3 separate regions of the Gossypium hirsutum genome follow, and all the other regions are linked to region 1. The links are chromatin contacts, called in public Hi-C maps. All regions are on one chromosome and are shown on one strand. Each heading gives the region's core, a stretch centred on a gene start, on an enhancer-like site or on the middle of the called end of the contact. The rest is flanking DNA. Distances are from core to core; before and after follow the strand shown. Region 1 holds the start of LOC107951287 (phosphatidylinositol-3-phosphatase SAC1). Region 2 holds the start of LOC107951345 (biotin carboxylase 1, chloroplastic). Region 3 holds the start of LOC107951094 (pyrophosphate--fructose 6-phosphate 1-phosphotransferase subunit alpha).

Region 1 (3,242 bases), core at 306-2,805:
TCCCGAACTCATTATGGTAAAGTACATATCTTTTTGGTAATGGCATGTACCTATGACATTTGTATTTTTCATTTTGAAAAGTGTTGCAAAATATGTTATAAAATGTTAATGAATACATATATATATAATTTTATGTACTATATTAAGATTATAAATATTATGTTTTGGTATGAAAATTAGATTTGATTTGAATGAAGTAATTGAATTGATTGGGATATCATATGAGAAAGAATATGGTTGTTAGATAATTATGTAATGTTCATATTTGATTCCAAATATCAGGTAATGCTCCGTAACCCTATTCCGGCTACGGATATGGGTTAGGGGTTGTTACACATTGTGATTGAATATTAATGGTTCTAATTTGGGTGCAAAATTTATAACCCAAAATTGTATGTTTGTTAATGTGATAAGTCCGGTAATGCCTCGTACCCTCTTTCAGCGTTGAATACGGGTAAAGGGTGTTACATCTCGTTCCACTGAGAGGCTGAGTATAGGGGTTTAACTTATGCTACTGCTGAGATTATCTGGTTGGAATCATCGTTGGTTGAGTTAAAGGTTAGAATTAAAGGCCAAACTGTTGTGGGTGTGATAATTCAAGTGCAGTGGTTGTTTTAGCCAATCCAGTAATGCATTCCAAGTTCAAATATGTAGAATTGGACTTATTCTTTGTTAAAGAGAAAGTGAAAACAAGCAAATTGATGGTTGATCATGTTCCAATACAGGATCAGATTGGAGATGAGCTTACCAAACCTTTATTCGCACCTTTTTTCAACAAGTTTAGGTTTAGCTTTGGTGTTGTTAGCAAGTATAAACAAAAACAAGAAGAAGAAGAAGTCACTAGGAGGACCAGTAAATGTTGTAGTTGCTAGTTAGGTAAATTAGGTAATTCTGTTAGCAGTTGCTATTAGTTAAGTCAGTTAGTTCAATGTAATCTGTTTCAATTTCAGTTAATTTATCGGCTAAGAATCGGTTAGGATGATTGTTAGACTGAGTTTCTTGGTTGGTTCATTAGCTATTCTCTTGTATAAATGTGAGGCTTAATCCTATTGAGATTATTAGAGCTTTTGATATAAAATAAGTACTCTCTTTCCCCCCCTTTTTTTTTGTTTTCTTTGTGTATTTAAACACCTAATCTATTATTATAATATTTATATTTTAAAAATATTTTTAAAAATATTTTTATTTAAATTTAGTCTAATATTAATTATCTTATTTTTAAAATTAAACTTAGATATTATTATATTTTAGTTTCATAACCATATTATTAATAACACGTTAAAAAATTTACGAAAATTTATAAGAAATAATCAAATATAATTTAATTATTGCATACAATTAATATATGCATCGTAAATAAAAAAGCTATTATATGCATACAAATAAAAGATAACAAGTTATATTTCCATTAATTATTTAACTGTAGATAATTAAAAATAACATAATCGAATAGTTAAATAATTATTTTATAACAAAAGAAAATTTAATAATAGTTAAAAGACTCTCTGTATAATTTACTCTATATTTGTAAGTTACTTCAATGACACCACGCGGCCGGCGCCAACACAGTGGGTTAGGAATCGAATAGGCAAAGACTATATAGCCAAAGCCAACTCAGTTAAGAGTCCCAGAAATCCAAAAATGTTTTAATCGTCAAAGAAAACTAACTAGAAAACCAAAACCAAATGTCCAAGACATAACGCATAAATTGAATTGAGTCCCAAAATTTTACCACCAAAATGGCAAAATTGGAGAATTTGAAAACCAATTTGTCTCTTCCATACGCTAAGATCCATCCTTCCATTGATCCGGAGGCCGATCCCAATTCCTATTCTCTTGAAAAGTTCCGGCTTTACGAAACCCGAGCGGTAACAGTCCTTTCTTTTCTGTGTTTGTTCTCATGGCAAAATCATACAGTTCTCTTAATTTTAGCAACAAGGAAGAGAATGCTCTAAATTATTATTTTTTGTTCATTTTTGCATAAGGTTAGTTGCTGTGTAATTGTTCTTGAATTGGTATCCTTTTAAGATAAAAAGATGGAAAAAAGTGGAAATTAGGGTTTTGTATTCGATTCTCAAGTTTTCTGCTTACTGCGGGAGAAAAAAGGAGAAATTTCGAGCAGAAGAAACTAAAATCACAATATTAAAAAAAAAGTGAAAGAAGTAAAGAATTTCTCTTAAATCTGAAGCGACTAAAATTGATTATCAAGGAATCTTGAGGCTGCTGTTTGGTCGCTCTGAAAATTGCAATCTGGGTAGTTAGATTACTTTTATGTATGATTTTAATCTTGTTTTGTTCAGGATTGAGTTTTTTTTTTCTGGTTTCTTTAAACAGAGGTATTATTTAATTGGGAGTGATAGGAACAAGAAATTCTTTCGGGTCTTGAAAATTGATAGATCTGAACGATCTGATCTTAATATCAGTGAAGACCCAGTGGTTTATTCACCACAAGAGATCAAAAACTTGCTTCAGCGGATTGCCGAAGGAAATCGTGCCACTGGGGGCTTAAACTTTGTGGCAAAAGTTTTCGGGATTGTGGGTTAGTGACAATTTACTCTCTCTTGTTTTGTTTTTGAGGTATTGAAGGAATTGTTTCTATTAAACTCAGTACTACGTGTCGGAATCTTTTTAGGTTGCATCAAGTTTTTGGAATCATACTACTTGATTCTGGTTACAAAGCGACAGCAAATTGGTAGTATATGTGGTCATGCAATATATAGCATAGATGAGAGTCAGTTGATCACAGTTCCTCATGTTTCTGTTCAATCCGACATAGCGCATTCTAAAACTGAGCTGAGGTATCTCCTTTACTTTGCAAGCTTCATAATTAGTTTTAGGATTTGGTGAAAACCTCTGGATCTTATTTATTTCTTTTTTTTTTTTTAATTCAGTTTGAAACTAGAATTTCTATATCTTTTTGACATTACCTGCATCCATTTTATTCATTTATCTCTCTTGCATTCCTAGAAATATTTTTGTAGAATATGGATGCAATTGGAAGACTAATCTATGTATTGACACTGAAACGTACCATTAGAAGTGTTTTTTTTTTTACTATTAGTAGGTTGCTAGGTAGCATTTATAGTTTCTTGGTTTCATAATGATTACTTTATGGAGATAATGAATTATTTTTGTTACCTAAGTGGGTCAACGGAGAAGTGATGAGAGTAGAATCGGGAAATCCTCTATCTGCTCTCACTATTTTTGGTTTCTGCTAATATAATTAATTTGAATGGAGATCA
Region 2 (3,242 bases), core at 395-2,894, 320 kb after region 1:
TCTTTCAACCCTAGATTAATCCTTTTTCGGCAAAATCTGTCTCCATGCCCCAAACATCCATAAAGAAAGCAAAATAAGGATAGTTTTTCATATCAGAATTTCATATAAATCGAATCTGACTGGAAAATCAAAATTTTTTTTCTTCCTCTTCAAGAGCTTTCTAATATCTATTTGAACCATGATGCATACAAAGTTTCTAAATCCTTGATTAAGCTACTTTGTATCGTGTTCTAGAAATTTACTAGCAAAATCCCGAATTATTGCATCACATAATCAGAAAAGGAACCCAGTCGAAAATCATGAACTTGCACCCAGAAATCAGCATACACCAACGATACTAAATTCGGATCTTTGCCATCTTTTAGTCTATGAAGCAAAAGGAGATGGTTATTGAAAGGCTATGGCGTTCCACTCATCATCCGTTCCATATCTACCTCATAAAAGAATCAGAAAACATAATGTTTCTCACCTAGGTCAGATATCTGAATTCCCCCCAACAAGTGCCATAAATTAGCCATCGTATTCTTCATTGTAGGAAAGTGAACCACACTCGTTACGAGGTAGAATGCAACTAAGCACAATTCGTATAACAATCTTTGTGGTCTAGCCTCCGTTGCAAATTGCATGCCTTCATCCTTTTCCTTGTCAAGGCTTAAATTTGCCAACTCATTCTCCATTTGTGACATATCTACCGTGCTTCAGCAATTTCAGCTATTCCCATTTATAATCGAGATTTTGATCTTAACAAAATCAGTTTTTATAACCGCTACTCAAAGTATCTTCTTTTTTATAGAAAACTTCCTTGTTCGCCGAAAGAAATATTATCACGAGTAGAAACCCAATCGTAAAACCCTAGACATTGCTAGATGAAATTGTGCTACTTTGAGAGCAGACTTGAGTAATTAACTATTCATGGCTTTTTTTTTGGTAGAATAAAGAAAAGAATTAATTCTAATTTTTAGAAAGTTAAATGGAATATATAATATATTTAAAATTTTATAAAAATCATATGAAAGATATGAATATATTTATAAAATTATAATATAAATTATTATAAAATTAATATAAGAATATTTTAATAAAGGGTGAATTATATTATTAGTCACAAATTATGGATAAGTTTTCGTTTTGGTCACTTAACTAAACAAATTTACAATTTGGTCACTAAACTATTCAAATGTTTGAATTAAGTCGTTAAATTATTCAAAAGTTTTTATTTAAGTCATTAGATTATTAATTTTTTTTAAAGTTCCACTAGCGAGCTTCAAACAACGATTCAATGATCGACATGGTGAATCGGTACTCTTTAACGAGTAGAACATATTTTAGATCCAAGTTGATTTGATGGTCAGTGGTGGAGATTAGAGAAAAAACATTTTGAATTTTAATTTACAAATTTGTATCATTCAAATCTATTTCATGAAAATATTTAAATAAAAAAATATTAATATAAACATTACAAACAAATAAAGTAATGTATCATTAATTTTAATAATTTAATTACTTAAATAAAAATTTTTAAATACAAAACTTTTAATAAATATAGCGACAGCTGAGACAAATTTAAGTAAAGCCAACTATGACCCTGACCCGTAAATCTTAATAAAAAGGTCCAACCTGCCCGACGATTTTCAAAAGTAAAAGAAAAAAAGAAAAAGAAAAAAACTTGTTATGGGCATGAGTCGAGCTGTTTTTCCTTTTTCCGGCCCTAATCGAAATAGTGCTAAGTGGGTGCTGACAATTGTGAGATACAAACGTGGAATGAAAACATTGGAGGAATGGACCCAACAGTAGAGATAGAACCATAGGGAAAGGTCTATGACTGCTAATAGATGGAGCCGGGCTTATATGCCTGATGAGTGACAACCCCAACCATTTAGGCGGAGCATTCAATAAATCACTTGCCTCGTTTCCATCGACAACTTCTCTATATCTCTCTCTTCTCTCTATTTCCCCATCTCCCTGTCTCACTACATTGCTCTGATTCTTGTTCACGTCAAGCTTGGTATCTTTCTTTCTTTCTTTAAATTGTGTTTCATTAGATCTATCTGGTTTTTATTTATTTATTTATTTATGCTTAGACAGGTAGCACTGAAGCTTTGGCTTAAATGGGTATTTGCTATTGTAGGCATTTTCTGTTTTTCTCAATGGCAATGGATGCTTCACTGACTATGTGCAAATCGGTCACATCACCTCCTGTAAGTCTCCCTTCTCTTTTCGCATCATAATTTTTTCTTTGTTCCTTCTGCTGGATGCTAGATTCTTTCTTCTATACAGTTTTAGAAATTGGGTATAGATTCCTAGATTGAATTCCGGCAATGCTCCGATGTTTTCTAGTTTCCTAGGACGAAATCTTCCAAAGCTCCGATGCCCCGTTAAATGCTTATTGTGATTTTACGTATGGGTAATTCCTCAATCCCTTTGCTCCCAACAACATATTTTCTTTATCTGGTGGTAAAAAAGAGCATGCTCTTTTGGGGAGATGCTATTTTACACTCGCTATCGAATCGCAAGTATCTAACGTATTCATATCTAATGATTTTCCACAAAGTGCTAATGAAACTTATCAATCACATGCATTAAATCCTAAGAGCTATTTGATCGATTGCAGACATCTCTACGATGCCTCTAATAGAGGGATAAACTTTAAACATATCGTTAATCAAAGTTACGAGTTACTTTATTATGATATATAGCTAATATCATGGATTCTCCTATTGAAGGGCTTATTCTTGGGGAGAAGTAGAGTTATTAGGAGTTCCCAGTGTACCTTTATGGTGGGAAGCAGGATCAACTTTCCTAGGCAGAAAGCTCAGTCAACCCAAGTTAAATGTAAATCTAGCAGGTGTGGAGTAGCTCTTGGTGCTAAATGCCGTGCTGAGAAAATTTTGGTGGCAAATAGAGGAGAAATTGCTGTTCGTGTTATCCGAACAGCTCATGAGATGGGAATACCATGTGTTGCTGTTTACTCTACAATTGATAAGGATGCACTTCATGTGAAGCTGGCTGATGAATCAGTTTGCATAGGCGAAGCACCAAGCAGTCAATCGTAAGTAGTCATATCTTGAGCATCTATGGTTTCCTTGTTATTTTTCTATTATAATTGTCTTAGCTTTTACATCAAAGTTTGTTATGAAATTTGTCTTGTTAGATGCTCCTCATTTAATCTTTATTTGTTCATTGAGTTAGAGATATGTAGTTTGGAGATTAAGAAAGAAGGGGACTGAAGCAATTACACTATG
Region 3 (3,242 bases), core at 197-2,696, 280 kb before region 1:
TTCATTTTACTATTTCAATCAAAGTTTGTTTTTCACCGACATCTTGGGCATTTTACGTGTGTCCTCTCATATAATTGTATCATGTATGTGTTTTGTGGCATTGACTGTATAACACCATTTAAACTGAGCGCTGCTTACCCAAAAAGCCCAGCAAAGTGCTATTAGGGTTGTGGATTTTGAGAGCTTTGTGGAGGCCCCATACGACGTTATGGCCACCAGGGGATTGTCTCCCACAAAAGACAAGTCCAACCCTGTTATTCGAGAAGATCTGGTCATTAGACAAATAAAAATACACTTGCATACATAAATACATACATACAGAAGCATACGACCATGAATAAATGCCAATAATTCCACAGAAAGGTTAAAGGATGGAGAATTATTGCGATGAAAATGAACCAAAAGAAAAAAGTAAAGAAACAATATCATGAAGTGTGATATAACAAGCACCTAATAGCTGGATGCTCAGTTATAATCTGAGCATCAGGTACTTTGGCAGTTGCCCTGAGAAAGTGAGCCAAGGGCTTGCCATAAGTGTGAGGAAAAGCTCGGGCTATGGTATGAGCATCAGCCGGGTCTAAAGATGTAGTGGTATCACCAAACTCAACCCTGACAGTAGTTCCCTGAAGAAACGTGAAAACTAATTGTTAATAAGAAAAATGCCCGCAATCAAGTATCTAGTGTAGTCTACAGCCGCGTAACAGCAGGTCAAATCTAAACACCGTACATGCAGAAGCAAAAGATCATAAAAATCAGAAGAGATGTATGAATCGTGATTAGCATTAAGCAATAGCAATAATCGTGTGAAAGCAGAGATTAAATTGAATAGATCTAAGAAAAGCCAAAAATAGAAACTTAATTTTAAAAAAATAAGCAAACGCGAAAATCTTGAGATGAACGATTACAAATTAAAAAGAAAAAGAAAAAGAAAACATGAGATTCAGATGCAGAAAGTGAAGAGAAAGAAGGGAGCGACCTCGAGGCAAGGAGGGAGCTGTGGTTGGTATTGAGATCGGAGTTTCTGAAGATCAGAAAGTTCTCTGGGAATGCCATAATCAGAATCCATTCTTTTTGCTTCTCGGTTGCTTGGTTGGTTGATTGGTTTTGGGTGACTTAATCCAAATCTAGTTGGTAGTTGTTGATTGTTGAGGTTTCTTGATCTTGGTAGGTAAAGAGTAGAATGAGAAGATGGATGGTAGATGGTTGCTGCGGCGGGGTGTTTGGTATGGGGAGTAGTCTGTAGTGGAAGTGATGTGCTTTTTATATCTCACTCTCGGACTGCTGAGTCGTAATACTGCTCCTATGGGCGATACAACCGAACCAAATTTTTTACCTTTTTTCTTTTGCCCTGCGTCTTTCCTTTCAAAATATACACCCTTCCATTTTCTATTATTACGCTACTGCCACCCCTTCTCATTCCCCGTTTACAAATTACATAGTGAATATCTGAATATTAGATCCCAGAGGTGGATACTCTGGTTTTGATAAAAATATATTAGATCACACCAAATTAAAATTAAAAATTTTATTAAATATGTAAGGGTGGAAATAATATATTTAAAATATTAATTTTTAAAAAAATAACACGTAATAAATATTGAAATATATTATTTGAATTAATTATCAATAATAACACATGGAATATGTATTATATTAAAATTTTAGATTAAATTATAAAATCAAATTTAAACACTTGAATATATCATATTAATATTACTAAATGAATGCAATTATTTATCATGATATTGTCATCAATCCTAAGTTGGTGTCGAGTTAATTTGTGACATCATTTCAATCAACAACATTATTAATATTAGAAATCCTATCACACAAGCAGTGGTGGAGCTAGAAAATTTTTTGGCGGCAGAATTAAATTGTATATTTTTATGATAGTAAAAATGCAATTTCACCATTTTGATAGTCTATATCTTTATAATTTTTAAAGGATTAAATCACTTTTTTATCATTTTAGGGGGCTGAAGTACAATTTTACCATTACTAATTTAGAATTTTATAAATTATAAATGGCCTAAATGAAAATTTTTCATTTTAGGGGGCCAGGGCCCCTGCCAGCCCCCATTAGCTCCGCCACTGCACACATGTATGGAAATCACAAATTTATATTACAAATGTGTCTTTAAAAATAATATAAAATAAGCAATAAAATGTATAGTTTAGAACTAATGATGTGATCTCAATCGCATCATGTTGTGGCACCACTCGTTGCTATCATGATTGGCCTAAACACGAGGGCCCCAAGTGCAAGATGAAGCTCAATCTCAGCTCAACAAGCTCAATCTTAGTTTTTCCCAGCTCGATTTAGCTCACATGAGCTTAATTTAGCTCGTTTGAGCTCAATTTAGCTTACTTTAGCTCGTTTGAGCTTGGCTTAAGTTTATTTCAACTCATTTATTTTAATGTCTGAATAAATTAAGTAATTTATTAATTTAGCTTAAATTACTACAGCTCATAATTATGTTTTGACTTATTACATGTTTTAAATGTGTCTTGGCCGAATTTAATGTCTTGTTAAGACTTTATTAAATTTGTCTAATTTAATTTATGTTTAATTAGTGTGTCTAAATTATATTAATGTTTGTTCAGCTGAATTTTATGTGATTTAATTTTGGTTCATGTGTTTTTGTAGGTGAGTTGAATTTGGAGAGTAATTAAACAAGGTTCATGCATGATAGGTTCAATGTATGGGACGGTGCATGTAAGGCCTCTTTCAATGAATGGTGGCTGATCCATTTGGCTCCCCAAGGCACCTATTTGGCCAAAAGGTGTCCAGCAACTTAAAGCACAAGCTTGGCCGATCGTATTCCCAAGGCAGCATCTAAGCCATTCACACCTCAATTTGACCAATCAGCTCCTATACATGTATGGGTGGATTCATGAACGTCCAAAGGGAGGGAATATTACCTTAATTCATCACATTGAATGTATAATGTGCATGTACAAAGGGGAGAACGAATTTACAAGGTACATGCTTCCATTCATGAACCAGCCCATCATTAAAGTTTTAATTAAGAGAGATGCATGACCCATGCACCTAGCATTCGTCCAAGAGGGGTTGGATATGAATTGAAGATGCACATTCATGGAACAAGGAAGCTTTCTTATTGGTTAAGCATGCATGAACGGGTTTTGGGAAGAAACATGATTATTCAACCATGCATGAACTTACACTATCCATGAACAGAGATTTAATGCTTGAAGTGTGAACATTTTTAATTGTTGTG

What was found. A called contact is a pair of places that touch in the nucleus more often than the background predicts.
Region 2: a contact with region 1 is called in a Hi-C map of leaf, with 2.1 times the contacts expected there. The contact joins the promoter of LOC107951345 here to the promoter of LOC107951287 in region 1. A contact is called at or near these places in 5 of 34 Hi-C or Micro-C datasets (callus, hypocotyl, leaf and 1 more).
Region 3: a contact with region 1 is called in a Hi-C map of leaf, with 2.4 times the contacts expected there. The contact joins the promoter of LOC107951094 here to the promoter of LOC107951287 in region 1. A contact is called at or near these places in 6 of 34 Hi-C or Micro-C datasets (hypocotyl and leaf).

Annotation. Positions count from the first base shown.
Region 1 is chrA02:35,209,919-35,213,160 of Gossypium_hirsutum_v2.1, forward strand. It overlaps LOC107951287 (phosphatidylinositol-3-phosphatase SAC1), which reads left to right and starts at 1,556. Exons shown (of 16, transcript XM_016886282.2): 1 at 1,556-1,868; 2 at 2,335-2,539; 3 at 2,633-2,798. The coding sequence starts at 1,740.
Region 2 is chrA02:35,533,667-35,536,908 of Gossypium_hirsutum_v2.1, forward strand. It overlaps LOC107951345 (biotin carboxylase 1, chloroplastic), which reads left to right and starts at 1,645. Exons shown (of 17, transcript XM_016886357.2): 1 at 1,645-2,005; 2 at 2,129-2,198; 3 at 2,724-3,049. The coding sequence starts at 2,148.
Region 3 is chrA02:34,933,477-34,936,718 of Gossypium_hirsutum_v2.1, forward strand. It overlaps LOC107951094 (pyrophosphate--fructose 6-phosphate 1-phosphotransferase subunit alpha), which reads right to left and starts at 1,447. Exons shown (of 18, transcript XM_016886012.2): 1 at 977-1,447; 2 at 451-623; 3 at 139-251. The coding sequence starts at 1,066.